Regions from separate parts of the Mus musculus genome. Here all the other regions are linked to region 1. The links are chromatin contacts, called in public ChIA-PET, HiChIP or PLAC-seq and promoter capture Hi-C maps. All regions are on one chromosome and are shown on one strand. The core of a region is the stretch at or near the end of the contact, and the rest is flanking DNA. Distances in the headings are between cores, read along the strand shown.

Region 1 (3,908 bases), core at 802-3,301:
AAGGCTGGAAGGGAAGAGAGAAGGTACTGCTCTCTTCCAAAGGACCTGAGTTCTGTTCCCAACAAACACCTTCAGTGGCTGGCCACTGCCTCTTCTGCTGCCCCCCCCCCCACACATTAAAACAAAAAAGTCTTGGATGGGGCTGGCAATAAAGGGGCTCCCACAGCTTGAGCCTGACAACCTGAGTTTGATCTCCAGGATCCACAAAGGGAAGACAACTGACTTCCTCAAGTTGTCCTCTGGGCCATGTCCAAATGGGCTACGGCCTGTGAACCCACACAAAATAAATAAGGCCACCAAATCCCTGGAGTGTTTGTATAACACGTACAAGGCCCTGGGTTGGATACCCAACACTGCATAAACCTGGCAAGGAAGTTCTCGCCTGTAATGTGCACCCCTGCAACGTCCCTGGAGCTACAAGGTGGGCTACTGCGACGAAGTATTAAAAAAAAAAAAGACTACTTTTTATTTTTTAACTTTCTTTCTTTTTTTTTATTTGTTAGATATTTTCTTTATATACATTTCAAATGCTATCCCGAAAGTTCCCTATACCCTCCCTCTGCCCTGCTCCCCTACACACCCACTCCTGCTTTTTGGCCCTGGCATTCCCCTGTACTGGGGCATATAAAGTTTGCAATACCAAGGGGCCTCTATTCCCAGTGATGGCCGACTAGGCCATCTTCTGCTACATATGCAGCTAGAGACACGCGCTCTGGGGGTACTGGTTAGTTCATATTGTTGTTCCACCTATAGGGTTGCAGACCCCTTCAGCTCCTTGGGTGCTTTCTCTAGCTTCTCCATTGGGGGCCCTGTGTTCCATTTTATAGACTGTAAGCATCCACTTCTGTATTTGCCAGGCACTGGCATAGCCTCATACAAGAGACAGCTATAACAGGGTTCCTTCAGCAAAATCTTTCTGGCATATGCAATAGTTTGACTACTTTCTTAACATTGAACATGAGAGGTTTGTTCCCAAACAGGGCAGATTTTTTTTTTTTTTTTTTTTTTTTAGTCTTTTTGAGACAGGGTTTCTCTGTATAGCCCTGGCTATCCTGGAACTCACTTTGTAGACCAGGCTGGCCTGGAACTCAGAAATCCGCCTGCCTCTGCCTCCCAAGCGCTGGGATTAAAGGTGCGCCACCATCGCCTGGCTGGCAGATCCCTTAAGGAACCAAAATGTCAAGTGTACTCTGAGGCAAGCCCTTAGAGTACAGGAGGCAAGCCCTTAGAGGCAGGGTTTCCTTGGAAATGCTGATGCTAAGGCTAAAAGGGTCATGTCCCTTACGCACACCGCACACTCTCCATCGCCATAACAAACTCGCCTTCCACTCTCTTCTACTTTTATTAGACGTTTGTTTTCCCTGTGCTTGGAATGCAGTCTTTCTTCTCCATACGTAGTCTGGTGAATTTCATACCACAGCCTCTCCCAAAACAAACGTAGGGCTCAATCAGGCAGAGACGTAACAGCAGGTTTTAACCATATTATGAGGTCATAATGGTCCCAACAGCCCAGGATGAGGCAAACTCAATAAAACAGTTGACTGCTCAATTTAAAACACGGTTAACTCCGAAGACAGGATAGAAGAAACAATGAGTCAGGACAGAGGCGTGAGCTGAGCTCCTTGGCATGGTGTCTTCACAGAAGCAGACGTGGGTCAGGCAGCCCCGATGAGCCAAACTGGTACAACAATCTCCAAAGTAGGTCAGTGTCTCCTACCACTTTAAGAACTAGAAGTATCGTCCCGGCGCCTGCGCATTGAGAGGGTAAACACCTCCTTTCCGCCCCCCCCCCCCCCCTTCCTCCCAAACTCCCCGGCCGGCCGCATTCTCCCATGTTCCCCTCCTCCGGGTGGGGTAATGGTCCGACCCAGAGTGTGGCGCTCATCCCGGAGGGTGGCGAGCCAAAATGGTACGTCCCACCGCCGCACACCTCCGCGGTGTTCACGGCGCCCTTTGTCCTTTTTCTCCCCTAGCAAATAAAGCGCAATGGGCTTATCCCAAGGAAAGGCGGGGGAGCCGGGCTGGGGACCGGTCTGAGCCGGTCTGTAGCGCAGGCGCAGTGCGGATAAACAGGAAGCGGGCGGCAGAGGCAGCGGCAGGAGCTGCTTAGGGACTCCGGTGGGGGAAGAGAGCCGGAGACGCCGGGCTGTCCGGAGGGCGGCGGGCGTGGAGGACGAGCGAAGGCGCCTCCTCGGTCCTCCTTCCGTGGAGACGCGGCGGCTGCCTCGCCCTCCGCTTAGGCTCCCGGCTCCCAGCGCGGGGCGAGGCAGCGGCTGACAAAGGGCTCGAGCCGGTGCCGCCGCCCTTCTCATCCGGGCACTCCGGGCCCCCGCCGAGAGGAAGGGGGAAGGGCGGAGGGGGAGGGGAAGGAGCCCCGGAGGCGCGCGTTCGGAGCCGCGGCCCCTTTGCAGGGCTCCGGGCCTTTGGCCCAACGGACCGAGGCCGAAGGGGAGCGGTGGCCGGCGGCAGGAGGATGGTGCAGAAGGAGAGCCAGGCGGCGCTGGAGGAGCGGGAGAGCGAGCGCAACGCCAACCCTGCCGCCGCCTCGGGGGCTTCGTTGGAGCAGTCGGTAGCTCCCGCCCCCGGAGAAGATAACCCATCGGGAGCCGGGGCTGCGGCCGTGGTCGGGGCGGCCGGAGGGGCCCGCAGGTTCCTGTGCGGTGTCGTGGAAGGTGAGTTGGCCTTCCAGTCCCGCGTAGGTGTTCAGCCTCCGTCCCCGGGAGGGGCGTGCTGGTGACTTTTCCCGCAGTTCCCCGCCCCCAGGACGGGAGGCGTCCGTCATTGCTCACACGGGGTTACGGGGAGGAGACAGACGGTGGGCACACTTCTTTACCCTCCGCTATGTCACGGCTTCGGCGACTCCGGGCTATGGAGGAGCCTGACCCCACCCTCCTCTGGCTTAGAGCCACACAGATTTGTCGGAGGAGGAGGCGGTGGCAAGGAAGGAGCCTGTGGTCCGGCTGTGGGCTTCACTTCTTTGTACCTTGGGATCTTAGTCCGCAGAGATGCCTGCTTTCAGTTGAAATTTGTGCAGCGCTCCCATCCCCCGCCCCTATCCTTGTAAGGGGAAAAAAAATCAGCCCTCACAGGCACGTTTTTACCCGTGAAGGAGCGCAGTCAGCTTATTATATTACAGATTCCTTCAGGCTTAGGAAATTGTTTTGTTTTTATTTTTATTTATTTATTTTTGTTAGCCTGTAAGCCTCCTTCACCTCTTAAGACTCACTTGTAGCCCAGAAAAGTATCATCCTTTAACAATTGCTGTTTTTTTGACTTGGGAGTGTGTGTAAATACCAGTATATCATATCTCAGAGCATCTGTTATGTGGAGTTAGAATTCAGTGAAAGTCTTAATTTCTGTCTTCTCATTTACAGTTGAAAAGGACGAGGGCGTTTTGATAGTAAGGGAAGATGCCGGAAGATCTTAATTACAATTTCTGAAATAGAATGGGTGGATACCGAGCTCAGGAAAGCTTAGTTCTTCCCTAAGCACTCCGTAATTTGAGTTTTCTTATGGATTTTTTTGTTTGTTTGATTTTTGTTTTGTTTTTAGTGGCAAACTCAACGTTTTCTAGTTTCTTTCTCTATTATTATTATTATTATTACTGGGGAATATAAAAACTAGTACTCAGGACTGAAGAGATGGCTCAGCGATTAAGAGCTCTTCCGGAGGTCCTGAGTTCAATTCCCAGCAACCACATCCATGGTGGCTCACGACCATCTGTAATGAGATTCGATGCCCTCTTCTGGTGTATCTGAAGACAGCCACCGTGAACTTGTATATTAAATAAAATCTTGTTTTTTTTAAAAAAACAAACCAAAACATTTTAAAGACTAATACTCAAGCCAAAAGGGATAAAGTTAGGTTGGCCTCCTGGTTGAGAGCTCCAGCTTTTCCACTGTCATGGA
Region 2 (3,908 bases), core at 387-2,886, 720 kb before region 1:
GAAAAGCAACACTCCAAACTACTTCTAACAGCCTCCCCCCAATTCCATAAATGACTGAAGGAGAGATCTTAAGGGCGCAGGTGCGAGAATGCATCCAGCAGCCAGGGCCTTTCCCCCAGGACCTTGCCCCCCAAACTTTTACGGAAGAGTTTGGAAGAGGGCCTCTAGGCTAATGTCACGAGAGTCAGCTTGTGCGGATGGGTGGCTCCCAAGTCGTGTGTGTGTGTGTGTGTGCGTGTGCGTGTGTTCGCACGCGTTCAGTGTACTTGCCCGTATCTCATTCCTCCGTATCTCCACGTCACACACCGAGTGTCCCTGATGCGCGCCGCTGTAGTAGCAGCAGTACTGGCACACAGCCACCTGCTCGGCCTCGCAGTGGTACAGGCGGTAGGCGTTGTGCTGCGGGCAGCTCCAGGCCCGCACGTCGTCCGCCTCCACCAGGAGGTGCCCGCGGGCGGTGGAGGGCTGCTGCAGGTGCGTCTGCACGTGAGACTGGCAGCAGGGAGCCTCGCAGCGCAGGCAGACCTTCTGTGCCGGCAGCGGGGGGCCGCGGCGACAGAACACGCAGTGCAGTGCCGTCGGCGGCTTCTCCACGTGCAGGGCGTTGAACTTCTCCACGATGTTGGTGAGCTTCAGGTTCTTCTCCAGGCCCGGCTTCTGATTGTAGGCCTGGTTGCACTCCGGGCAGCGCACAAGGCCACTGTCCTTGGCCCAAGCCTCGCCGATGCAGCCCCGGCAGAAGTTATGTTTGCATGGCAGCTGCACCGGTTCCACGAAAACGTGCAGGCAGATGGGGCAGATGAGCTCCTCCTCAAAGCAGTTCTTCCAATTCTCCGCCATGGCGGCTGCGGGCAGGGGGCCCGGGTAGACCTCTCTAAGTCCCCAACCCTGGGGATCCGTCTGGTACAGCTGGGGACCCACCGAGCCCGGAGCTCCGGTCCCCGCCGGCCGCGCCAGTCGCTCAGTCACCAGCGCCTTCCGCGTGCCCGCCCCCCAGAGGAGGGAGCCTGGGTCCTCGCGCCGCGCGCGCCGCCGGCTGCGTCTCCTCCTCCTGGCGAGTGGCTAGCGGGAGGCGGCGGGCTGCGCCAGGGCCGCGGCCCGGGCACCAGCCCTGGAGGAGAGCGCTGTGGTCCAAATTCCATATAACAGGCCGCCTCCGGGGCAGCGCGGCTAGGGCAGCGGCGGCCCACGGCCTGCGCTCGGCCCCGCGGCTGACATCGGGGCGCGCCCCGCGGCGCACCGAGCGGGGGAGCCGCACTCTTCCTTTGGCGGCGACAGTGGCTACCTTCTGGCTGGTGCGAGCCGCGCCTTCCTCGCCTGGATCCCGGCCGAGGTCCGAGGGGGCACGGGAAGCTAGTTCGGCCGCGCCGAGGCTGGCTAGAGCCGGAGCCGGCGAGCAAGGCGCGCCAGCGGTCCCCGGGCCGTGGCGCAGGCGTCCCCCAGCTGGCCGGCCGGCTGCGGGTGGCAGGGCGCGGGCGGGCCGACTCCGGGGCGCTGCGTGCGCGCTGGGGCAGTCATTCAGATGAAATTCCAGTCCCCGGCCAGAGACACCAGCCCGCCTCTGCCTTCCTCCTCCCTTCACAAATAGAAACGGAAGGGGGAGGGAGAGAAGTGGAAAAAAAAAAAAAAAAAAAAAGGCAACCAGAGAGGGAGGGAGGGAGGGAGGGAGGGAGGGAGGGAGGGAGAAGCCCGGGAGGTGCTCCGGCCTGACCCCCTCGTCGCTACTTCTGCGCTCCCTGGAGGCCCCGCGCAGGGCGCCCCCGCCGCGGAGAGACCCCACTCCCTGTCCCCGCACTGGGCGGGCGCCTCGCCTGCGCTGAGGAAAACAAGGATTGATCAAACTAGAAAGGAATTTTTCTCAACTGCTAATGAACAGGAGGCTCGGCTCCCGGCCCTCCCCTCCCCCCGCCCGGCCCTCCCCCTTCGCCCCCCCACCCCACCCCTCCCCCCCACTTTCTTTTCTTCTCGGCCTCTGCTCCGGCCTGGAAGGCTCCGGGCTGCGGTCGGAGCCAGCCTGCGGCGGCGGCGGCGGGGCCAGGCCGAGCCAGCCGGGCCGGGTGCGTCCTCAGCGCCCAGCCATCTTGAGCTCCCAGCGGCCGCGGTGGGGACTGGGGGTCCGGGCGCGCGCTTGAGGGTCCTGTAGCTCGCTTTTCCACCCTCCCTTTGGTGGGATTTTTTTTTTCCTCCAAGGGGAGGGCTGGTGGTCTCCAACAAATTAGGAGAGAGAGAAGGAGAAAAATGCCAAGTCTTGATTTCTCTCTACCTCTGCTCCACCCATCCCGATCCTTTCCAAAAAAAAAAAAAAAATCTTTTAAAAAGATTAAAATTGGAAGAAGTCGGCAGAACGACGAGCGCCTGCTGCCCCCAGCGCTGCCCGGGAGACGCGTCCGGGGCGGGCCCGCGCCCGTCGCTCTGTCCGTGGGTCCGTTTGTCCTCCCGCAGCTTCTCAAGTGAGGGGAGGGCGGGCACTCCGGGCAGGGTCTCCGCTGCGGCTGTCGCTTCAGAGCTTTATCCTTAGATCAAAAAAAAAAAAAAAAAAAAAGAAAAAAAAAAGAAAGAAAAAAGAAAAAAAAAGGGGGGAGAGGAAGAAACCACCCCCCAGCCCGAACACTCATCACAGCCACCTTCAGCCATCTTGCGTGTATTATTTCAAGAATAATCTGTTTAATAGAAATAGCTGCGTCTCTGGCCCCCTTCTCCGCATCCTGGGGTCCCGCCCCCTTTTAATAATAATCTCGATAATAAAAATGATCAGCGGGCCGGGCAGTTAGAAGCTGCTTTTTTTCTGTCTCAGGTCTCTCCGCTTTCTTCCCTCTAAGAAGGGACACTAGGGGCTCACGCTGGGGTTGGGGGTGCGGCCCGCCGGTCCCCGCCACCAGCGCAGCGAGGAAGGGCCTCTCTCGCCTCTGCCTGGAGCAGCACGGGTGGGGGAGAGCCTCGGCCCGCGGGACCCACTGACGGGGCACACTGGGCACACTGTCTCCGGCCCCGGTTCGCAGCTGCCCCGCATACAATGGGTTCGAAGCAGAGTGAAGAGGGCAAGATGGGGGCGGGAGAAGGCAGGAGGATTGCGGCGCTCGGGGCTCCCGGATAAGGGCGATAGAAGAGGAGGGGGGAAGGGGTGTCCCTACATCAAGGCTGGTCCCGCTACTCGGAAAGGGGGCGGGGAGACGGGCGTTGGGGGGGGGAGGCGAGGAGAAAGCGGCAGGCGGCGCCTTTAATCAGCACCCGCTGGCTCAGCCCACCCGGTACGAGCGAAATAAACGGGGAGGGGGGAGGGGAGGGGCGTACTTTCCGGAAGTGCTGTTACAGATGCTTTGATTCTTGGCCCCGCCCCTTTCCCCTGTCTGGAATTAGGGCTGTTCCTGAAACGGCTTAGGCTATTGGTCCCTAAGGCGAGACCCCTCCTCTTTGAGGCGTGGCGAACTTCGTGCTCTCACGTGACTTGCACTAACTTCGGTACATTAAACATTGGGTGATGAGGGAGGGGCTCTAGCCCAGCTCCTTAAAACGGCAATAATGCTGCCAGGCTGTGGGACCATTTTTTTTTTCTGGGCCTCTTCAGCTATAGCTCTTTTTACTTGAGAGGAAAGAAGGGGTTTGTCAATCAGTCTGCTCAAATGTCTAGAGAAATTGAGCAGGAAATTGCCAAGGTTCAGCATGGAGCCGGATCTCTGAGATACTTTCCCCTACATCTCTGAAGCTTAAAACTACCTGCTAGCAATCCCTTTTCCTATTCAAAAGACGCTTAAAGAACTGTGAAATATCTAGGGTTTGTTGGTCAGTCAATGAATATACAGTATAACAAAGACCTGTTATATCAGAGGCATTTTTCTAGGTCTGGGGAATTGTCTGGAAAGCTACGTTGTTTTTTTTTTTTTTTTTTTTTTTTAATTTTAAATATAGGA
Region 3 (3,908 bases), core at 1,018-3,517, 710 kb after region 1:
ATCACATCCTGTCCGGTCACATTCCAAATATTGTGAGGCTGCGACAGGATCTGGGGCTCTGGGGCAGGGGGATGGAAATATGAGGCTTGAGAACAGGAGGCTGTATCCAGCTCGGGGAGGACACAATTTACAAATTGATGTGGATATGTTGGGAGCGGGACACAAAGCATGCCAAGGGCAACATGCATCTGCAAACAAAATATGCCACAAGCCAGGAGACGTACAAAAGTAGGGGGGATGCACACAAGGGCACAACAGCCAAGTTCGGAGGTGCACAGGCACAGAGAGCAGTGTCCATTACACAGACGTTGCCTACAGACCCACAGCTTAGCTAGATAAACATGCTCTGTCCTGGACTGCTCCGCTGCCCTCATTCTACCCAAGGGCCCCTTTCCTGCGGGTCGTGTAACCAACACCTCCCTCCCTCCTTCCCCCTTTTCTAACTAGGCCCAGTTCCCAAAGGCTTGAAGAGCAGCCACATTCCAAATGTCGTGAGAATACGACAGGATCTGGGCTCCGAGAGGGAGGAGGTGGGAAAAACACCGCAGCAGGGGAACCTGAAACCTCCTTGTTGCACGGCAGAAAACTGTTGGGACCCCCCCCCCCGCCCCTGCTAGTGCATTTATTTCCACTGCAACTCCAGCCTAGCCAGACTATAGAGTAGGTAAAAGCTGAGGAAGTGTGGGTGGCCAAACGAAAACCACAAGCTTGAACATCCCCAACCCCAACCCAAAGGATGAGGGACAAGAGAGGCAAGAAGCTATCTTCCCTTCTCTAATTCCTAAATGCGTGAGAAAACTGATAGGCGGGAGCCAGGGTTAACAGGATGCATCTCACAGGGCTCCAGCAGTCTACGCAAAGTTTTGGGTGAAGGGGGGTCCTTTCAGTTCAGACCCAGCTATTGGCTATGTGCCTGTTCCTTCGGAGGCCAGTCCCTGCAAGGACCTGCCTGGATAGAGCTCTTAGGCACCTCAAACCTGGCAACAAATCTCAACCTGCTTTTTAGTTGGCAGCCTTTGAGGCTCATGGTCTCCCTCAACTATTCATTCTGCTGACCACAGAGCAACGCTGTCGGGGATCCGGGAGTAGTGCCTTTGGGGAGCCAGGGTTCCTGGTACTAAAAGCCCTGGACTTGCGTACCCGATTCGCAGGGCCCCGGATGCACCACAGTGAGGTTAGCGTCCAGCCGAGCGCGGGCGGCCTCCTGCAGGCGACAGATCTGCGCGTAGGTTCGGCCGTCCGAACCACAGAGCGGGCGCTGCGAGCGGCAGACACACAGCGGCTCCGGCACCTCTCCTCGACTCAGGTCACCGCCCGCGTCCAGCCTGCACTCGAGCTGCTCGCCGCAGCGCCCGTAGAAGTTAGCGCTGGGGTCCAGATCGCAGAGCTGGCCCTCCAGGTTTGCGCATTCCCAGCAGCAGCCGCACGCATCCCGCACCCGGCCTGCTAGGCATCCCCGCGGCGCAGCGCACTCTTCTGGCCGGCAGGGAGCACAACCCTCGCCCTCGGCTAGCAGCCGCAGCCAGCCTCGCCGCAGGTAATCGGGGCCTGTGGACGGCCTCGCGCTAACGGGTAGCTGGGTCCACACCACCAGCAATAATGGTAGTAGCAAGGACAGCGCCAAGGTAGGTGCAGCATAGTTAGCTGGAAGCCCTGTGAACACTCGGGGCATCGGCGCGTAGGTGGCACCCTGCCAGGAGAGGGAAGCCAGGTCTGGAGGTCAGAGATAAAGTCAAGGCTGTATAAAAGCTTGATTCTATCCTCTGCTACCCTGTAGCCAACTAGAAGCCCTAACAAAGAAGCCTGGTGATTCCCAGGGGTTTATGCCAGTTGGTAATTGATTAAGCTGGTCTTGGGGACTAGGGAATAAAGAGAGAGTGTATCGGGGAATGATCACTAACACCCATGCAGGGATGCACACACCCATACACAGACATACGCGTATACACACACACACATGCATACATATATGCACGCGCGCGCGCACACACACACCAGCATCACCTCCAGAAACCACCCAACTCTGATGCATCTTTGCCCCAGAGATAGATAAAACTACACTTGATGTAAAAACTTCAGGTTGGGGTGATGGTGCTGGGGACATACCAGCGACTCACCTAGTGCCTTGGACTAGGCCCTTAACAGCTGGGATTTCCAACCTAAAAAAAAAAAAAAAAAAAAAACGGTAGGGAACGAAGAGTCGCATGCACGGCCAGCCAGACCCGCAGGCCACCCCTGCTTCTGTCAGGGGATCGCTGGCAGCCCACAGACTTAAGATTCAAAGAGAAACTCCTCCGCCTCTTCTCCCCGCCCCCAGATGTCGAATACCCGCCTTCTTCCCTGGCCCCGAGGCCGATAATTTTATCCAGTCTCACAAGGACCCTCCTGGGCCTTTCACTTCGACCCTAGCCCAAAGTCACAATGAGTGTACAGAGCCGCGTAACCAGACGCCGCCACTGGGAAAGCAAAGGCTATGAGAAGAGAATAGGGGTGGAATGGCCGAGGAGCTCAAACTGTTGGCTGAGCCTCAGGTCCTGTCTCATCTGATTTAGGTCTGGAGAGCGGCAAACAGCTACAATATAGAAAGAAGGAAAGGCTAAGAAATTTTACTCAATGTAAAATTGACTTCAACACTATGGGCGTTTCTGGAGGCCAGGCTCGGGGCCAGCTTCCTCTGGGCACGGTTTGCAGCTGTGTTCACCCAGTCTCTCCACTGGGGCGCAGACTAGACTATAAGCTTTTCCAGCTGCCATCCACATCTGGCTACCTCCCTCCCAATATAGGGCAGGTGCTTGAACCCGCGGAGGAGCCTGGTGATTAGAGGTCGGAACTGACTAGCGGCCGCAGCAAGGCCGGCGGGTGACTCCCCATAGGGCGTCTCTGGGCTCCGGATTACAGGTTGCAAAATTCGAGCATGTCGGGGCCAAAAGTGTTCAGTCTGGAGACCTCCGCCAACGCCACGGTGGCACTTTTGGGTTAGGGGCAGGAAGCAAAGCATCCCCGGAGGCCCGCCCACCACCCCGAGAATGGCAGGCCCCGCCCCCGCCGGCCCCCAAACAGCTTCCAAAAACCGCAATCCAAGCTCCTAGGAGGAGGAGGAGCAGAAGGAAACCGGGCTTTTAGGCAAGGGAAGGGTGGGGCTTATATAGGCCCCGCCCAGAAGGCGTCAGAGGTTCTGACTGCGCGTGCGTCCGCGGCCTGCGGCGGCTCCGCTCTACCCTGCGAGGAAGAAGCACTGCAGTCACCGCGCAGTTCTGACTTTGGCCGAGCCCTCCTCAAAGGAGCGTTCAGTCAGCAGAGACGCTGCCTCTGATCAGAGGGGTTCCGACAAGGTAGAAGAGAGCTGTACACAGGCAATCCCAAACTCCGAGGAGACGGGAAGCGAATTTCACGCGAGGTTTCGGGATTGTCGCGAGAATCCCAACGGCAAGCTAGAAAAGGAAAAGCCCGCGGCTTTTAAGCCAGGAAAGAACGAGGGCAGGCAGATTCCGATGGTGGTGCTAGGCAATCCCTTGGTTGGAGGACGCGTTAACTGTTGGCCTGGGAGCAGAAGTGAAGCGAGAATTGCAGGATGTTTTGGAAAAGGCGCGAGGAGGGCTTGCCTGGTGGAGGAATGGAGACACTCTAGGGGAGGTCCCTAGCTGTAACTGGGGGCGGTGATCGTTGCCCGATGTAGAGTGGGAGCTGTCCAGGTCTAAATGAGGAACTGTGAGCTTTCAGCCCTAGGAGCCACTATCAAAATCCCCAGCGTCAGGGTCCTAGACACGCTTTCCATCTTAATCGTTGCCGGCGTTTACTGTTAGTCTTCGCGCCTCTAGTAGGAATCACTGTGTCTTCTGTCTCTGTACTCCCCACCCCCACCCCCACCCCCCGCCCGAGACCGACTGCTAAGGAAGTTCTTGGGAAGC
Region 4 (3,908 bases), core at 820-3,319, 610 kb before region 1:
TGGTCTACTTCTGGGGATACAGCCTCACTGAAAGCTTATAACAGAAAGAAAATAGTATAACTACCCTTGGTCTTTGCTTCCATACCTCTAACAGGCAACTCTGTCTTGATGACCATGTAGGTGACATAAAACCAGGTGCCCCCTATTCTGCACAGGGACTTTCCCTCACACTTAAACAAGATCAGAGCAAACAGTATGGCAAGGTCAGCCCCGTTTTTCTCATGACATGGGACAAGTTCATCACAACTAATACAGAGGTGCCATTGAAATGGGTGATTAAGTTAGCAAGAGCCACTACCCACTCAGAAGCAATCTTCAAAACACTAGTCAGCCAGGAACTAGGCTGCCCTGCACAGATGCCTTGCCAGCATGGCTCCTGGCTACCCGGACAGGCTGGTCCCCAGACCCTCCTGGCTGTCAGTTTCCTTTGCATTATTATCCCAGTGACACACGGGGGGGGGGGGTAACCTCAGCTCTCTACAGCCCATCTCCCATCTCCAGAGGCAATAAGAGGATGCCACATAGGAAAAAGATTCAGCTTTAAAGGGTGTGTAACCTGCAAAGGCATCCCTCACTTCAGGACCACCATTTGCCAATACCCCAAGGCAAGGAACTTTTCAGGATCATACAATACAACGACTGCCTGCCTGAATGTGGCCACCTCTGAATCTATTTTTGGTTCAGAAAGACCACAAGGACTTGTCTCATAACACCTGTTTTGTCTGAAGGCTGACTGAAGAAACAGGATGCAAAAAAGAATAGGAGACGAGAAAGTGCCATTTCTACCCCCAAAGACAGCCAGCCCATTTGGAAACTGATCTTTTACAGGGCATCTTTAAACTTCGGCTGAAATCACGAAGACAAGACAGAATGCGCTTCTTCATTCCTCCTGCCCACTCAGGTCTCTGTCACGCACCTGGTGGCGAGCTATGATCCCCTTCAATCCCGAGCTAATGCTTGGCTCTCCCGAAACCTGTTCTTAACTAACGTCCTAAAGCTAAAGCAGCTGCAAAGCCAGAAGCAAGCTCTGCAGAGAGAAAGAGAACTGTGCAGAGTAAGCAAAAAGTTTATCTGGAAGAGCTGCTCTGTCAAACTTCAAGAGCAACAGCTTCGCACTGAATGACAGAAGCTCCTGCGCTCGGGAAGGTCCCGAAAGAAGACTGAAAGAAGGCCTCTCCTCAACTCTTCCCTCATCAAAGGCACAATGCCCTCATCTTGCTCCCTCCTAACCCACAGGGGCGTCCTGGTTCCCGGACCGCCCTAGACTACGCGGTCTTGTGCCCTCCAAAGCCCTCTCAAATGCTCTCCAGGCCCCGCCTCACTCCCCCCCCCATCCCACCCCAGCCGCCCCCTGGCTCCCCCAAGCCCACTAATGACCCACCACAGGCGCCCCCTCCTTTCTCCACGTTTACAGTTCGCTCTTACAGTCCCCCCTCCGCTTCTGTATACACCCCCAGTTCTCGGTTGTCCTAATCCGGGTTAACCCCTCACTACTCAAGGGATCCATTAACCCTTTGTCCCCATTCCCAACTTCTGTCCTAACTCCTTCCACAGCACCAGGAAGCTCCTGGTTCCCCAGTACTTAAACCGTTTTCTTCCTCCCCCTTCTGCAAATTACTTCGTCCCGGGTGTTCGAAGCTTTCCCGGCCGGACCCCGTCCTCCCGAGGCCCAGAGCATACCAGTACTTGACGATAGCGGTAACCTGGAGCGGGTTCGGCTGGTCAGGGTAGAGGCGGCGACACTCTCCGTAGATGGCGTGCAGTCCCGGGGGAAAGAGTGAAGCAAAGGCCGGAGGGGCACTAGGGCCAGAGGCCGGGGGCGCGGCGGGACCGGGGGCGACGCTAGGCCGCAGCTCCGCCATTGGGGCGCGTAGGGCGCGCGGAGAACCCGGGAGGGTAGAGGAGGGAAAGCGCCCCTATGGGCCAGCGGACCCACTGTGGATGAGACTCCCCGAGGCGATGGGGGCTACGGCGAGGTCTAACTCCGCGCCTGCGCACGAGGCTCCGTCCGCCCAAGCCGGAGCCTTCAAGACGTCGGCCAGAGGATGCTGTGGGACCGCGGGGAGCTCCAAGGGGCGGGGCGTCAGCGTGCCCTTTCCTGACACCTATTGGCTAGTGTCTTTGCCAGTCACAAGTGGGGAAGGCGTGACTTGACAATAGACTCCGCCTCCCTGCCCCTGGGTTGGGAGCGTCCCAAGGATCTTGGCCTCCCCCTAGTGTTAGGAGGAACCCAGTTTAGAACAGAGACTTGGTACCTTGAGGCGCCAGGGTCCTATGAAAGCTCTACACAACTACTAAGAAGCGCTTAATATTGTTTTACTAATACACAATTTTAAGATAAGCTTGACAACTAATTCATTAGACAGTATGTCATTATTATTAATGTTACAACTCTAATATTTCTTGGAACTATTGACAAAAAGGGTAACTCGAAATGTGCCTGGGGAAAATGCCTGGCTGTTTTAAAAAAAATTTACCTATTCTTTCTCTTCGCCTGGATGTTGTCATCCATCAAGGTCAAGAAAAATAATAAAACAATTTCTAAACCTTTAGATGATATTTTAGGCCCGTGGTTTTGTGGCATCCAACGTACAGGTATTTTTTTATAACCTCCATTGGCTTTTGCTTCATGGGTTTTGTCTTGTTTTGCTTTTTGTTTCATTTTTTTGTTTTTCGGGACAGGGTTTTTCTCTATAGCCCCTCGCTGTCCTGGAACTCTGTAAACCAGACTAGCCTCGAAAGAGGTGGGATTAAAGGCTTCCAGCACCACTCCCGGTGCTGCTGGGATATGTGTTGGGCAAGCATTCTACCACTGAGCGACAGATGTTTATTAATGGTTTGTATTGCCCAAGTGAAGGAATGGCTGAGAGATAGAACTACTCTGTAAAATTCAACCGCCCCTGAAGTACTGACAAATCCAAACCCAACTACTCACAAGTACTTCAGACTCCAAAATTTAAGAGTGTACTGGAAACCCCTTCGAAGGGATCTCAAATCCAGTCATGCAAGATAATCATCAACACTGTGGCTCTTTAATCTACAAACACTACAGACCCCACCATGTGTAGGAAATACACTGTCCAATCTCCTAAATCCGATCGGGCTGGGACCCGGTTTGGAGCGCAAGCCCTGGGGCAAAGAATGCTGGGGATTGTAGTTCCTCCGAGGCGAGGTCGGGCGGCTCCCTGGATGCCCAGTACCGGCGACTAGACTGCGCATGCGTGTCAGTGGCGTTTGCTGCGGACCGGGCTGGCAGTTCCTTCCTCGGAGGGAAAGATTCCTCTGCCATGGAGTCCTACGATGTGATCGCCAACCAGCCTGTTGTGATCGACAACGTGAGTAGCATCTTTCCTATCTTTAAAGGGACTGTGTTCTCCTCCAGGAAGGATTGTTTCCGCGGTTTCAGCCTAGGCCGCCAGCTCTTTGTCACTGGCTCGGCCTGTCAGGCGGGTTCAGCTGCCGCCGCCCGCGTCCTCCTCACATCCATAGTTTGAAGGCAGGGCGGCCAGCCAACATCCGTGTAATGGAGAATTTGAGGGTAGACAAAGGAAAGAGCTGTAGCCCGGGAAGGGTCCGTGGACCCTTGGCTCAGGGGGCCTTAACCGTTCTCTTAGAGCCCGACACCCGCCTTCGCTCTGGTTTTCCATCACTCAATTGGCTACTCTTGCTGTCTATCTTAGCCTATTGGTCCCGCCTTTGGGCCTTGCCGGATTAGAACAGCACTCCGCAGTCATTGGCTCCGGCGCTTGTCGCTCTTCCGGTCGCCATAGTGTTTCCCTTCTGTAAGGGGCGGTGCCGTGCAGTAGAGCTGTAGGGATTGGCTCGGCAACTCAGGGTGCGGAAGGCGATGGCTGGTCCACCGGTGAAAAAGGACAGTTTCCTTGGGTGTGAGCTGGAGGGGCAATTTA
Region 5 (3,908 bases), core at 716-3,215, 610 kb after region 1:
GTATCTGACTCCTTAGCGTTAGCATCAGAAGAAGGAAGAGGACTACCAGACTTCCTGTTCTGGTAGTCCCACCCAAACTGTTTGCCTATCTTCAGCTCTGCCTTTCTTTTTCTTTGTTAAAAATTGACTAAGTCCAATATATATATATATGATTTATTTATTTATTTTATGTATATATGAGTACACCGAGCCACCATGTGGTTGTTGGGAATTTAAATTCAGGACCTCTGCTTGCTCCGGCCTAAAGATTTACTTATTATTATATCTAAGTACATTGTAGCTGTCTTCAGACACACCAGAAGAGGGCGACAGATCTCATTACGGATGGTTGTGAGCCACCATATGGTTGCTGGGATTTGAACTCAGGACCTTTGTAAGAGCAGTTACACTTAACCGCTGAGCCATCTCTCCAGCCCCCAGCACTGCCTTTCTTATCTCAGAGTCTCAACTTGCATCCATAAACCTTCCAAGGCGAGTCTTTGATGGTAAAGGGAAGAAAATCATGGAAAGCCTGGGAATATGTCCTCCTGGAACACCTGGTCTTTCCAAACATTTATAACAATCTAGTTCTTGGCACTTGTTTCCTGGATGGAGGCATGTGACCGAAGCCGGTCAGCAGGCCTCATTCTATAATTTATCTACTTTAATTTTATGTGCATTGGTGTTTTACCAATTGGTGCATGCATGTCTGTGTGAGAGTGTCAGATCTGGGACTTACAGACAGTTGTGAACTGCCAAGTGGGAGCTGGGAATCAAACCTGAGACCTCTGGAAGAGCAGTCGGTGATCTTAACCGGCTGAGCCATCTCTCCAGCCCCAGCAGGCTTCGTTCTAAACCGTGTCTGCCTAAGATCCTCTCCAAAGCCGCGTGGACAGAGACCATACATCACACATCTCTAACCCAAGAAAAACCTTTGTGGGAGACTCCTCCTTCCTTCTGTGTGGGAGTGGCTGGGGGCGCGGCTGGGCACCAGCTTCATGGATGCGAAGCCCTCTTGGCAGAGGATGTTTTTCTAGGAGACAGGCCTTGTGGATGTTTGGTCCAGTGTGCGCGCGGGGAGGGGTGGGGGTGGAGGACAGTGAAGAGATAAAAGAGATAAGCGGTGCGGGGGAATTGGAGCTGTTCTGAGGTGGTAAGTTTAGAGAAAAAAAAATCCGGACTGTAAGAGAGAACACCATAGCCAGGCTGTTAGGTACGGTCTGTTCTGGCACACACACTGAATTTAGCAGGAATTGCCCGGATTCTACATCACCCTCTGATTTCCTTGAGTGTAAATAATCAGTCCCTAGTGGAGAAGCGTTTGGCAGCTGTGGGGAAGAGCCCAGGAATCGCCGATGACAGGGCACGGGCGCCCTCTTGTGGCTCGTTAAAGTGATGGCAGCCTTGAGCATGAGCGTCCTCATAATCTTAGGAAGCTCTTTTTGTTTGTTTTGTTTTTTCGAGACTGGGTTTCTCTCCTGGACTCGTTTTTTTTGTAGACTAGGCTGGCCTCGAACTCACAGAGATCTGCTCGCCTCTGCCTTCCGAGTGCTAGGGTTAAAGGTGTATGCCACCATACCTGACCGTTCTCACCAGCCGTTCTGCCATCGCCTGATGAAGACAAGGCCCCACCAATGCTTTCATCCTCCTCCGACCCTCAGGTGCCCCTAATCTCAAGACCTGGCAGAAGCCATGTTTGTGCAGTAACACCGCTTCTCTTGACTCTGGCCATCCCATGCGATCGTCTGTACCAACGGATCATAACTTTCTCAGGCACCTTGCTTTCTTTATAAACATCCCTGGAAGAGAGAGGGGCAGGATAAAGAAAACTTAAATGGATACAAGATGAGGAGGGTGGGTTCCGGACACACCCTCATCGAAGCCTTAGTGACCTCAGAGCTCCAATGACCAGGCAGCCACATTGTCACTGTCCTAGGGAGAACGTCTCTGAAGACCACAAACCCGGAAGTGACGGAGGCTTCCCTCCGGAAAGCACCACATGACTCTGCAGTATTCCTTCACACCAACAATTCCTCATTAGGAAGTTATATAACCACAGAGTGTTGGTTCTGGGTGTGGCCACAGACTGGCAGCGGATAACATGACTCAGCGGGGAACCCCATGAGGCCATTGACCATGATGCTAAACTTAGCAGGGTCAGGGAACACACAGCTGGTCTCTATCTCTCAGGACTTTGCCTTTCATAGGGTTTTCATAAGTAACCCTGGCCTCTCCCTGTCGGAAGTTCTCTCATTAGTCATCTGCACCAAGGGATAGTGATGATGGCGGCCCCAGAAAAACCCCAGGCCTTCCACCCCTTTTTTACACTTCCAAGGCACTGGGAAGATTCTTAACTGCCTGGTTTTGCAGGTGAAGGAATTGAGACACAAGGAGTCTTAATAACTTCTGTCTCCCCAAGCCTCGTTGTATTCTCACACAACTCAGACCTTGTATAAAAGAGTATCGAGTGAGCCTTCTATGCCTTTGTCACCTGTCATAGTTTGCTTTCTGTTGTGTGATTAACAGCATGACCAGAAGTAACTTGGGAAGGAAAGGGGTTAATTTCACCATACATCTCACAGCTGTCTGGGGGGAGGGGGAGGACTCAGGCCAGGGACTCAGGGAAGGGACTCAGGGAAGGGACTCAGGGAAGGGACTCAGGGAAGGGACTTGGAGACAGGAGCAGAAGCAGAGACCACAGAGGAAGAAGTCTGCTTACCGACTGGCCTCCCATCAATCACTCAACTTAGTTTTTTCAAACAATCCAGGACAAAATGCCCAGGGGTGGCACCACCAATGGTAGGTTAGGCCCCCTCACCTTTATCAAAAAAAAAAAAAAAAAAAAAAAAAAAAAAGCCCTACACAGCATCCCCTGCTCTCTGGAGGACCAGTGCTGTTATTTCTGGGTATTTCTTTACAGATTTTCTATCCACGTGAGGATGTACGTGTCTCCTCTCCATAGAGCACCTGCCCTGTCCCGCACCATATCCTAAACCAGACAGCAACTCCTGAGTAGTTCCACAGCAGTGCGTGTAGAACCAGTAGTCCTTTCATTATGGCTGCCCGCTAGTGCCCCGACAGAGCTAATGTAACTTGTTTCCCGCTCTTCTAATGATGGAATCTGCCTCCCATCTTAGAAATCATTAGCAATATTCCAAATGAATAGTTCTGCATGCACTGTTCCACACACATGCATGTGGATCCAACCTTCGTACGTCTTTGTCCTCATGTGTTCCGCTTGTTTGCACACGTGTTTGATCATTCACTCACGAAGATTCTGAGGACACAGAGACCAAAAGTACAGGGTACCCTCCTGGAGCGGCGCGGCCTTGGGGGAGATGGTGAGAGGCGTGGAAGAACTGGCTTTCTCTAAGCTTCTAGATAGGTCCTGGCCTCATATAAATCACATTCTCCCTCCTACGATGCTGTACCCTTCTCAGGTTTTCTGTTCTATTTGTCAGTTCCCCTCAGGGCAGATTCTGAACAGGGGTTTTGGAAATATGATACTATGGACAGCGTGGGAGAGCGCCCCCTTGTGGAAAGGTGCCAGTACTGCATGCCTGTCTTTCCTGAGTCTTCCTCACTGACTCTAGGACCCCATTTTCCTAATGTGCTGAAGACAGAAATGAAGAGTCCTCAAATCCTGCTGCCTTCTACTAGAGGATGGAGGACAATCCTATACCAACACTTTTAAGGTACAAAATCAACAGAAGAAATATAGAATCGGAAGAATGTATATGTGTGGTTAAAAAAATGAAGGGCTAGTTGGAGATAAAGAAATAGATCCACAAAAATATGATTGGGAGGGGCAACCAGATGTGTCAGTGAATAAAGTACATGCCACAAAGGTATGATGGCCTGAGCTTGATCCCCAGGACCTATGAAAAGGTGGAGGAGAGAACTAACTTTACACACACACACAGACACAC
Region 6 (3,908 bases), core at 588-3,087, 570 kb after region 1:
ATGTTAGGTATCTTCCTCCACTGCCCTCCACCTTATAGATTGAAGCAGGGTCACCTAGGTGAACCCAGAGCTTGACCACTGGGATGCTCTACCTAGTCAGCTTGCTTCAGAGGTTCTTGATTTCCACCTTCTGAGTGTGGGGTCATGGGCAGAGCACTGCACCCACTCGGCATTTACATGGGCGCTGGGAATCTGAGCACCATTGACTCGCCTGGGCAGTCAGTTCTTTACCCAGTGAGAAATTTCAAGCCTCAGAATCTGTAGTGTGTGTGGTGTGCAGTGGATGTGTGTCTATGTGTGTGTATGTGTGTGGTGTGTGTCTGTGGTGTGTGGTGTGTCTGTGCACAGGTGGAGGTTCTAGAAGGTACAGGAAGAGCTGGGGAAGAAGTGTGCCAGATTAAGATAAGCTCAGCCGGACTCCTGAGGTTGGCTGGAGGGTTAAGAGTTACACGTGTGAGTCAGGGCTTGGTTGACATTGGGCGTATGCTGAAGAAGATGCAGGCAGTAGTGGTGGCAGAGGAGCCTGGACAGGCCTTGGCCCCAGGATAGCATCTGCTCTGGGAGACAACCCAGGCTGGTTCTTCAGAGACTGGCAGAGGAGCCACCGGGTGGATAGGAAGGGCCAATGACTCATGGAGGCTCTTGTTTACATATTATCTCTCACCTGCTTCAGAAAGCTTTTGAAGTGGCGCCTAATTGAAGCCTCGGGTAGCTCGGCTTGCTGAGACCAGAGAGATCATGTCAGGGCTGGAGGCTGGCTTGGGTAAGGCTGGCACACCCGGGCGGGTACACTGCCCATGGAAGGAAGGCAGACCGAGCCCTGACTGGGCCAGGACGGAAGCTGGGAGATTCTCAGAAAGTCTGTGTAACCTGGGAAGATCGGTTTCGACACTTCCGGTTTGAGCCTGTTGAGTGTTTTGTTTGAGGCAGGGTCTAATGTTTTCCAGGCTGATCTCAAGCTGGCTGTGTAGCCAAGGAAGACACCTTGAAATTCTGGTCCTTCCACCTATACCTCCAAGTGTCGGGCTTACAAATACGCGTCACCACACACGCAGTTTATTAATGCTGGGCACCGAACCTGGGAGTCCAGGCTTCACACAGCTAGGCCAGCACTCTCCCAGTCAAGCAAGGAACATCTTTAGCCTCTGCTAAGGTTCTCTTTTTGTTTCTTTTGTTTTTGTTTTTCTGAGACAGGGTGACTCTGTGTAGTCCTGGCTGGCCTGAAACTCACTCTGCAATCTAGGCTGGCCTTGAACTCACAGAGATCCACTTGCCTCTGCCTCCTGAGTGGAGTGACTAAAGGTGTCACTATCTGTCAGGCTCTCTGTTGGGACACTTGTTAGCTATTCTGAGCCCCACCTGGCAGAGGCTTTGGTCTTTGTTCTTCAGGAATTTCCAACTTCTGGTCTCTAAGAGGGAAGGCCTTTCCTTCCAGGGTCTAGATGTCCCTGACCTCAGGCTAAAAGACTCATGGGAGGGAATCTTGTCTTATTTTAATTTACTTCTTTTTGTTTTGTTTTGTTGTTGTTGTTGTTTTTCGAGACAGGGTTTCTCTGTATAGCCCTGGCTGTCCTGGAACTCACTTTGTAGACCAGGCTGGCCTCGAACTCAGAAATCCACCTGCCTCTGCCTCCTGAGCGCTGGGATTAAAGGCGTGCGCCACCATGCCCAGCTTTAATTTACTTCTAAGCCTACCCCACACCAGCATGGTCTGCCCCATGACCCCCAGAGTAAAACTTGGAGGAATCCTACTGCTTCGTCTGCCTTTGTCTGGTAGCACTCGGAGAAAGAAGTCTCCGGTTCCCAACCCCCAGGGTCTTCTTAGGCTATGACGCGGGGGTGGGTGCTGAACTCTGTCTGCCCCTCCTCCACAATGCTTCCGGCCTCTTACCTGACCGTCCCCGACTCCTCCGGCTTCCATCAGATCAGGTTTCCTTAGGAGGCACACTGACAACTTCCAAAAGTTACACCAAGTTTTGGCAAGTCTGACTGAACCCCGACAGACTTTTCTGTCACATTTCCTTACAGCTACTTAAACCGCACTTTGCTGTGTAATAGAACACCTCCCAGTCGGGGAGCCGGAGGGGTCTCCCGCAGGCAGGATTCAACACGAAGACAGTCAGGAAAAGCAGAGGCTGGGGGTTTAGCCTACAAGGGTAAGTTCGTCACCCTGGGGGGTCGGGGAGATGCTGATAGAGAGGCACAGAAAAGCCAACTTCAGCCAACCAGGGTCATGGGGCGGAGAGGCGGAACGCAAGGCTTCTCTGCTTAGACGGTCACCACATCTTCCTACTCTGCGGAAGGGAAACCCAAACCCCATCCTGAGCCGAGGGACAGCCGGTAGGAGGTAAGTGGATAAGAAGACACGTGAGCATTGAGGGACTATCAGGGCCGAGCTGATGGCCTGAAGCCAGAGAGGGAGGGCTTTCCAGTAGTAGGTGAAGAACAGAAAGGAAGACCGGCGCTGCCCCGGGGACCCCACCCCCGACATTCTTGGAGTGTGAGATACATTAATTAAGGAAATAAGCTCTGGGTTAGGAGGGAAACGGCGGCTTGCAAGAAGCAGAACCAGAGAGGAGTGTCTACGGAAAGGAAATCGGGTCAGGAGAGACTCCCAGTCACAGGGTAGGAGGCTGTTCTAGGGGCTCAGAGCCAGGAACACAGCAGTCATAAACTAGGGTTTTTGCTCTGAAGTCTCCCTCTCGTCACACATGTGCCCCCCCCCTCCCTACGGTAGGACACTGAGCAGCTGGGAACATCATCTCGAGATGCATCTCAAAAGACAGGGACAGAAAGCCACCAGAATGTCACAAAAGTTATGTCCTCTGAGAAGGTGAGTTTGGAGGTCGGTTGGCCAGGGCGAGGGAGGAAGGAAGTGGGGGTTGGGGGGAGAACACTGGCCTGCAGCCTGTGCTAGAGAAGGAGCCAAGGCAGAGCCCATGCTGGGTGAGACCGTCCTGACTGTCCTGAGACATGCTTTGTAGACCAGGCTGGCTTGAACTCAGAGATCTGCCTGCTTCTGCCTCCCAAGTGCTGGAAATAAAGGCCTGCACCGGTTGGCTGAAATCTCCCTCAATCTCTTCGAAAAGAAAAACAAAAACAAACAAAAAAAAAACCATAAAACCAAAAATCAAAGCATTGCTTTGCTTTCTGTAGCTGTTCTAAAACCCTTAGAAGTGAGAAAATCAGGCTGGTGAGTTGGATCCCCAGGACCCTCACATGTTATCCCCTGACCTCAGCACCATGGCAACCAGGCTTGCCCTTCACTTCCCACCACAAACGGAGGAATGTTCTCTAAAAATGAGAAAACCGTCCTTTTGAGTTCAGAAGAGCTCCCACGACCGCTAACCCACGACCGCTAACCCACGACCGCTAACCCACGACCGCTAAGCGTCAGGTTGGGCACCTGACCACACACTTCCAGCTCTGAGCCCTGAAGTATGGACTCTGGAGAGGCAGCAGTGAAGGAAAGTCATACTTCAGCGGTGCAAGCCTGGCCGTACAGCGCCAATGCGAGCTTCTCATTGTTGGTCTTCATTTGCTTTAGTTCTATGGCCTTTGGGGACTTCTAGTACATTCCATTTTGAAATAACTTTTTGTGTTAGTCAGCTTAATACTGTGATAAAATACATAAAATACAACGAAAGTTGATATAAAACATGAATAATCAGCCAGGCGATGGTGGTGCACACCTTTAGTCCCAGCACTCAGGAGACAGTCGCAGGCAGATCTCTGAGTTTCAAAGCCAGCCTGGCCTACAAAGCAAGTTCCAGGACAGCCAGGGCTACACAGAGAAACCCTGGAGTGTGGGGTGAGGGGCACAAACACCTGAATAATTTATCTTGTCTCACATTCTTAGAGAATTTAGTCTCTTTCTGCCTGTGACAGTGCTGAGGCAGGACGTCACG
Region 7 (3,908 bases), core at 872-3,371, 570 kb before region 1:
ACCTTGGCACCTCTCATTTCACCATGCACCCACTTCCACAATCTTTTTGCTTTGAGACAGGGTCTCTCTGTGCAGTCCTAGCTGTCCTGGAACTCACTCTGTAGACCAGGCTGGCCTCAAACTCAGAAATCCGCCTGCCTCTGCCTCCCAAGTGCTGGGATCAAAGGCGTGCGCCACCACTGCCCGGCTCCACTTCCACAATCTTATGAAATCTTGCTCCCTCAAAGCCCTCGCCAGGGTCCTCATACCCCCCAGGTTCGCCCAATCAGGTATTGTCTACCTTTTCCAGTCCCCCTGCATCCTGGGAATGAGTGCTTTCTCTATTTCCCTCCAGCTCAAGAGCCCAAGAACAAGGCTAGGCCACTCCTCCTGCAGATCCCTCCCCCAAGCCTCTGCTCAACACCTGCTGAGTCCATTGTCCCCCAAGGCCAATGTGGGTGTCCTCTGCCTTACAAAGGGCAGTCACAGGAAAACAAACACCCACAGCCCACTCTAGGTGCTCTGATTGGCTGTGGGGTTTGGAGAAGCAGTAGCAACCTCGAACCCTATAGCAAACCTGTGCATTGAGGCTGCAGATGTACGAGGGCAGTGTTGGTAAAAGCCAGCAGTAAGTTACAACCCTTTCACCCAGGACACAGTACCAAGCTAAGAAAACAAGGGCAGAATGTGACCCAGGTAGTAGTAAAAGGGGCCAGACTAAAAAGGGAGTTTGTAAGCCTCCACCAAGCTTCTATCAAGATGGAAGACACCCGCTGAGGGTAGGAGACACAAAAGCATTTCTCTCTTGAGGAGCCCTTCGGAGATACTTCAAGATCCTTCTCCTAGCAGTCCACTCTCCAAGGTTTCTGGGAGATTAACAACAGGAAAGATTGGCCAACCGCAGCAACCTCTGGTGACAGAGTACAATTGAGGGAGGAAACCAAGGAGTAACCGGCTGGGCCCGGAAGGAAGACTATCAGGAGGAGGAGGGTAGGCGGTTCCCACTCCCTTCAGGAGGGAGCCTGTAGAGACCACAGAGGGGAAAAACTACTAAGTAATACTGTATGTATCAGCAGTGCTTGGGTCAAGGATGAACGCTATCCTCACGTAGCCACAAAACTTGTTCCCACGTCTGTGGAAAAAGCAAATCTGTTTGCTGCCTGTCCTGCCAGTATCGAATGAGCAGGTGGAATTTCAAGTCATAATAACAAAGCAAATACTAGGCGTGTCATTTTCTCAGCAAGCTGCTGACTGGATTGTTAGCTGTTTCACTCCCTGGTCAGTCTCCGCAGAATGAAGGAGCCCGCAGGAGAGTTGTTGAAGGAGCCCGACTCTCTCCCGCGAGTTAACAGGTTCACCCTCCTCGGATGGAAAATGGAGTTTTCACCCATTGCCAGAGGGACTTTCTCGGTCCTTCACAGGATTTTATGGTGGCACGAAAGTGTCAGAGCCGACTCACCTCAGAATCGCTGGCCACTTCTAAGTCTCTGAGGAATTAACTGGGAATCAACCCAGGAGCTTTCTACTCAGAAACACGTGTAGTGGTTTTCATTTCGTTTGCACATTACCTGAAGAGCTAGCTATTCTAGAACACCTAGGCTCGGACCTCGCTCAGACCTCTAAAATTGGGATCTCTGGAGGTGATGCCCAGCATCTTTTAAACTATCCAGTGGTTCTACTCTGCTACCAGGTTTAAGGGCCACTAGGTCAATGAGTGAATCCCGGCCTGAACCATTGCATCCATGAACTCAGATTCCTCAAGGAGCAACCTGGACGGTGCATCCCCTTTTCTTACCCCAACAGAGACCTTCAGCGGGGATTCTACACTTGCCCCTTGGTCCCAATTCCTCCTGACCCCAGAATTTTCCAATCCATAATCTGGCACCTTAAGGAACCGCGCAAAGTGTCCCAATGACTCAAACAGCGCAACGCATTCCCGCCCCACCCTCGGGCTGGTCCTTTGTATCAGATCAGCCCCGGGGTCCGGCCCGCTCCTCCGGGACCGGAGAGGTCCTGGGCCGTGGGCCAGCAGCTCACCGCAATCCTGGCAGACGATGCCTAATTCCGCGGCAGCGGGGGAGCCAGGTGCCAGCCAGTGCGCCTGCGCGCTAGCAGCCTTGGGCTTCCCCAGTCTCTCCCTCCGCCCCTTCCCAGCTATTGGCTCCGCACGGCTCTCCCGATAGCAGCTCGGGCAGGTGACCGCGCCTGAGGCTGTCGCTGCCATGTTTGTAATGGGCTATTTCCCTTAGGGACCCAAAAGAAAACGGGCATCAGGCAACAGGGGCAGGTTGCCTGGATTCCTGAAGTACTTATCTCCTCTCTCTTACCTCCACGAAAACTGTCATTTCAGCTCAAAGCAAGTTCCTCTTGGGGACTCTCCCTTCTCTTCCCCGATCCTAATTTCAGAAGATGAGAATTTAGCAGAGACTACCTACGGCTGGATTGTGAGCCTGCGAGTGCAAAGTCCAGCTTGAGCTGTGGGCATGAGGAATCAAAGGAATGGAGAGCCAGGGCAGGAGATGGTAGACACAGGCACTTGGCCATTAACCCACAACCCATGCTGCCCGACTTCTTTGTAGTGGTAGTAATAAGAATTAGAAGACGAAGCCGGGCGTGGTGGCGCATGCCTTTAATCCTAGCACTTGGGAGGCAGAGGCAGGCGGATTTCTGAGTTGGAGGCCATCTTGTCTACAGAGTGAGTTCCAGGACAGCCAGGGCTACACAAAGAAACCCTGTCTCGAAAAACCTAAAAAAAAAAAAAAAAAAAAAAAAAAAAACAAGAATTAGAAGAGGAAGTAATGCCTGATTGTGCCTTTCTGAAATTCCTGTTGTTGTTGTTGTTGTTGTTGTTGTTGTTGTTGTTGTTGTGGTGGTGGTGGTGGTGTTGTTTTACGAGACAGGGTTTCTCCATGTGGCTCTAGCTCTTCTGGAACTCACTATGTAGACCAGGCTGGCCTCGAACTCCCAAAGATCTGATAATTTCCACCTTCTGAGTGCCGAGGTTAAAGGCATAGTCTGTAATTCTTGCTACATAGAAGGCTAGCCTGTGCTGAATACAGAGTGAATTAAGGGCAATCCGGGCACTTTAAACCCTATCTCAAACTAAAAACAAAAACAGGGCTGGCGATACACACACATAAAAGAACTGCTCAGCCACCTACTATTATGTACTTTGCAGGATAGGTGCACCGTTCCAAATGCCTCTTCCTCAAATTATACATGGGAAGTAGATGCTATTATTTCCACTTACAGATGAAAATAACCACTGGGTGCTGGTGGCGGCTGCACATACCTTTAGTCTTGGCACTGGGAAGGCAGAGACAGGTGAATTTCTGCTTTCAAGGCCAGCCTGATCTACAAAGCAAGTCCCAGGAAAGGTAGGGCATACAGAGAAATCCCATCTCAAAAACCAACCAACCAAACAACCAACCAAGCAAAAACCCTGAAGTTCAGAGAAACAGTCAATGAATTGTTTCTGTTTTTCGAGACAGTGTTTCTCTCTTTAACAGCACTAGCTGCCCTAGAACTCATTTTCTAGTCCAGATTGGTCTTGAACTCACAGAGATCTTCATGCCTCTGCCTCCTAAGGGCTGGGATTAAAGATGTGCACCACCGTGCCCAGCCTTCAACAAATTTCATACAACCAGATGCCCAACCAGGTTAGACCAGACTTCTCTGGAGTCTCAGAGGAGTCCTTCCTCTTCCACACTTACTAGACCTTTAAAATCAAGTCTGTATGGCTCAGTCCAGTTTCTAAGCAATCAAATAGGACCCGCTGCTATCTGTTTGGTTTCCCTACTGTGTTGGTTTGTATATGCTCGGCCCAGGGAGTGGCACTATTAGAAGGTGTGGCCCTGTTGGAGCAGGTGTGTCACTATGGATGTGGGCTGTAAGACCCTCTTCCTAGCTGCCTGGAAGTCAATATTCTG

The links. Promoter capture Hi-C pulls out the DNA fragments that hold promoters and counts their contacts. ChIA-PET counts read pairs in DNA pulled down with a chosen protein or histone mark. HiChIP or PLAC-seq counts read pairs in DNA pulled down with a chosen protein or histone mark.
Region 2: a contact with region 1 is called in an RNA polymerase II ChIA-PET map of memory CD8 T cells, with 126 read pairs. The contact joins the promoter of Trim8 here to the promoter of Oga in region 1. A contact is called at or near these places in 2 of 39 promoter capture datasets (liver and stem cell-derived epiblast-like cells), 2 of 484 Hi-C or Micro-C datasets (both in embryonic stem cells) and 2 of 115 datasets of contacts at active chromatin or transcription factors (embryonic stem cells and memory CD8 T cells).
Region 3: a contact with region 1 is called in a promoter capture Hi-C map of pre-B cells, with 4 times the contacts expected there. The contact joins the promoter of Kazald1 here to the promoter of Oga in region 1. A contact is called at or near these places in 15 of 39 promoter capture datasets (the 3T3-L1 cell line, 3T3-L1-derived adipocytes, the C10 cell line and 10 more), 3 of 484 Hi-C or Micro-C datasets (the G1E-ER4 cell line, embryonic fibroblasts and embryonic stem cells), 9 of 115 datasets of contacts at active chromatin or transcription factors (astrocytes, cardiomyocytes, effector CD8 T cells and 5 more) and 2 of 9 other capture datasets (adipose tissue and embryonic stem cells).
Region 4: an RNA polymerase II ChIA-PET map of memory CD8 T cells shows a contact between it and region 1, with 44 read pairs. The contact joins the promoter of Sufu here to the promoter of Oga in region 1. A contact is called at or near these places in 4 of 39 promoter capture datasets (the C10 cell line, liver and stem cell-derived epiblast-like cells), 1 of 484 Hi-C or Micro-C datasets (embryonic stem cells), 4 of 115 datasets of contacts at active chromatin or transcription factors (cardiomyocytes, memory CD8 T cells, pancreatic cancer cells and 1 more) and 2 of 9 other capture datasets (liver and pancreatic islet).
Region 5: an H3K4me3 HiChIP or PLAC-seq map of bone marrow-derived macrophages shows a contact between it and region 1, with 5 times the contacts expected there. The contact joins the enhancer-like site here to the promoter of Oga in region 1. A contact is called at or near these places in 1 of 39 promoter capture datasets (pre-B cells), 1 of 15 datasets of contacts at CTCF or cohesin (the NIH/3T3 cell line), 3 of 115 datasets of contacts at active chromatin or transcription factors (bone marrow-derived macrophages, large pre-B cells and neural tube) and 2 of 9 other capture datasets (embryonic stem cells and macrophages).
Region 6: a contact with region 1 is called in an H3K27ac HiChIP or PLAC-seq map of embryonic stem cells, with 7 times the contacts expected there. The contact joins the enhancer-like site here to the promoter of Oga in region 1. A contact is called at or near these places in 2 of 39 promoter capture datasets (the C10 cell line and hippocampal neurons), 7 of 115 datasets of contacts at active chromatin or transcription factors (acute myeloid leukemia, embryonic basal ganglia, embryonic stem cells and 4 more) and 2 of 9 other capture datasets (embryonic stem cells and pancreatic islet).
Region 7: a contact with region 1 is called in a promoter capture Hi-C map of liver, with 2.9 times the contacts expected there. The contact joins the promoter of Mfsd13a here to the promoter of Oga in region 1. A contact is called at or near these places in 8 of 39 promoter capture datasets (3T3-L1-derived adipocytes, embryonic stem cells, hippocampal neurons and 4 more), 1 of 484 Hi-C or Micro-C datasets (embryonic stem cells) and 2 of 115 datasets of contacts at active chromatin or transcription factors (microglia and pancreatic cancer cells).

The regions. Positions count from the first base shown.
Region 1 is chr19:45,781,696-45,785,603 of GRCm38.p6, reverse strand. It overlaps Oga (O-GlcNAcase), which reads left to right and starts at 2,051. Exons shown (of 16, transcript NM_023799.4): 1 at 2,051-2,672. The coding sequence starts at 2,474.
Region 2 is chr19:46,499,376-46,503,283 of GRCm38.p6, reverse strand. Trim8 (tripartite motif-containing 8) reads right to left here and starts at 1,636. Exons shown (of 6, transcript NM_053100.2): 1 at 271-1,636. The coding sequence starts at 840.
Region 3 is chr19:45,074,446-45,078,353 of GRCm38.p6, reverse strand. Kazald1 (Kazal-type serine peptidase inhibitor domain 1) reads right to left here and starts at 2,267. Exons shown (of 5, transcript NM_178929.5): 1 at 2,118-2,267; 2 at 1,141-1,690; 3 at 1-58. The coding sequence starts at 1,672. Gm35782 (a long non-coding RNA gene) reads left to right here and starts at 3,245. Exons shown (of 4, transcript XR_877888.1): 1 at 3,245-3,332.
Region 4 is chr19:46,395,057-46,398,964 of GRCm38.p6, reverse strand. Sufu (SUFU negative regulator of hedgehog signaling) reads right to left here and starts at 2,069. Exons shown (of 12, transcript NM_001025391.2): 1 at 1,681-2,069. The coding sequence starts at 1,862. Actr1a (ARP1 actin-related protein 1A, centractin alpha) reads left to right here and starts at 3,224. Exons shown (of 11, transcript NM_016860.2): 1 at 3,224-3,335. The coding sequence starts at 3,288.
Region 5 is chr19:45,174,573-45,178,480 of GRCm38.p6, reverse strand. No RefSeq gene overlaps it. Among named protein-coding and RNA genes, the nearest start is that of Tlx1, 26 kb to the right of the region's middle. Within about 2 kb of position 1,965, at least 92 of the 459 cell types and tissues checked have an H3K27ac peak or open chromatin away from gene starts, as enhancers often do. A contact at or near this core is called in bone marrow-derived macrophages and macrophages, where this site is marked.
Region 6 is chr19:45,206,835-45,210,742 of GRCm38.p6, reverse strand. No RefSeq gene overlaps it. Among named protein-coding and RNA genes, the nearest start is that of Lbx1, 28 kb to the left of the region's middle. Within about 2 kb of position 1,837, at least 73 of the 459 cell types and tissues checked have an H3K27ac peak or open chromatin away from gene starts, as enhancers often do. A contact at or near this core is called in acute myeloid leukemia and embryonic stem cells, where this site is marked.
Region 7 is chr19:46,355,093-46,359,000 of GRCm38.p6, reverse strand. Mfsd13a (major facilitator superfamily domain containing 13a) reads right to left here and starts at 2,121. Exons shown (of 9, transcript NM_029186.2): 1 at 2,017-2,121.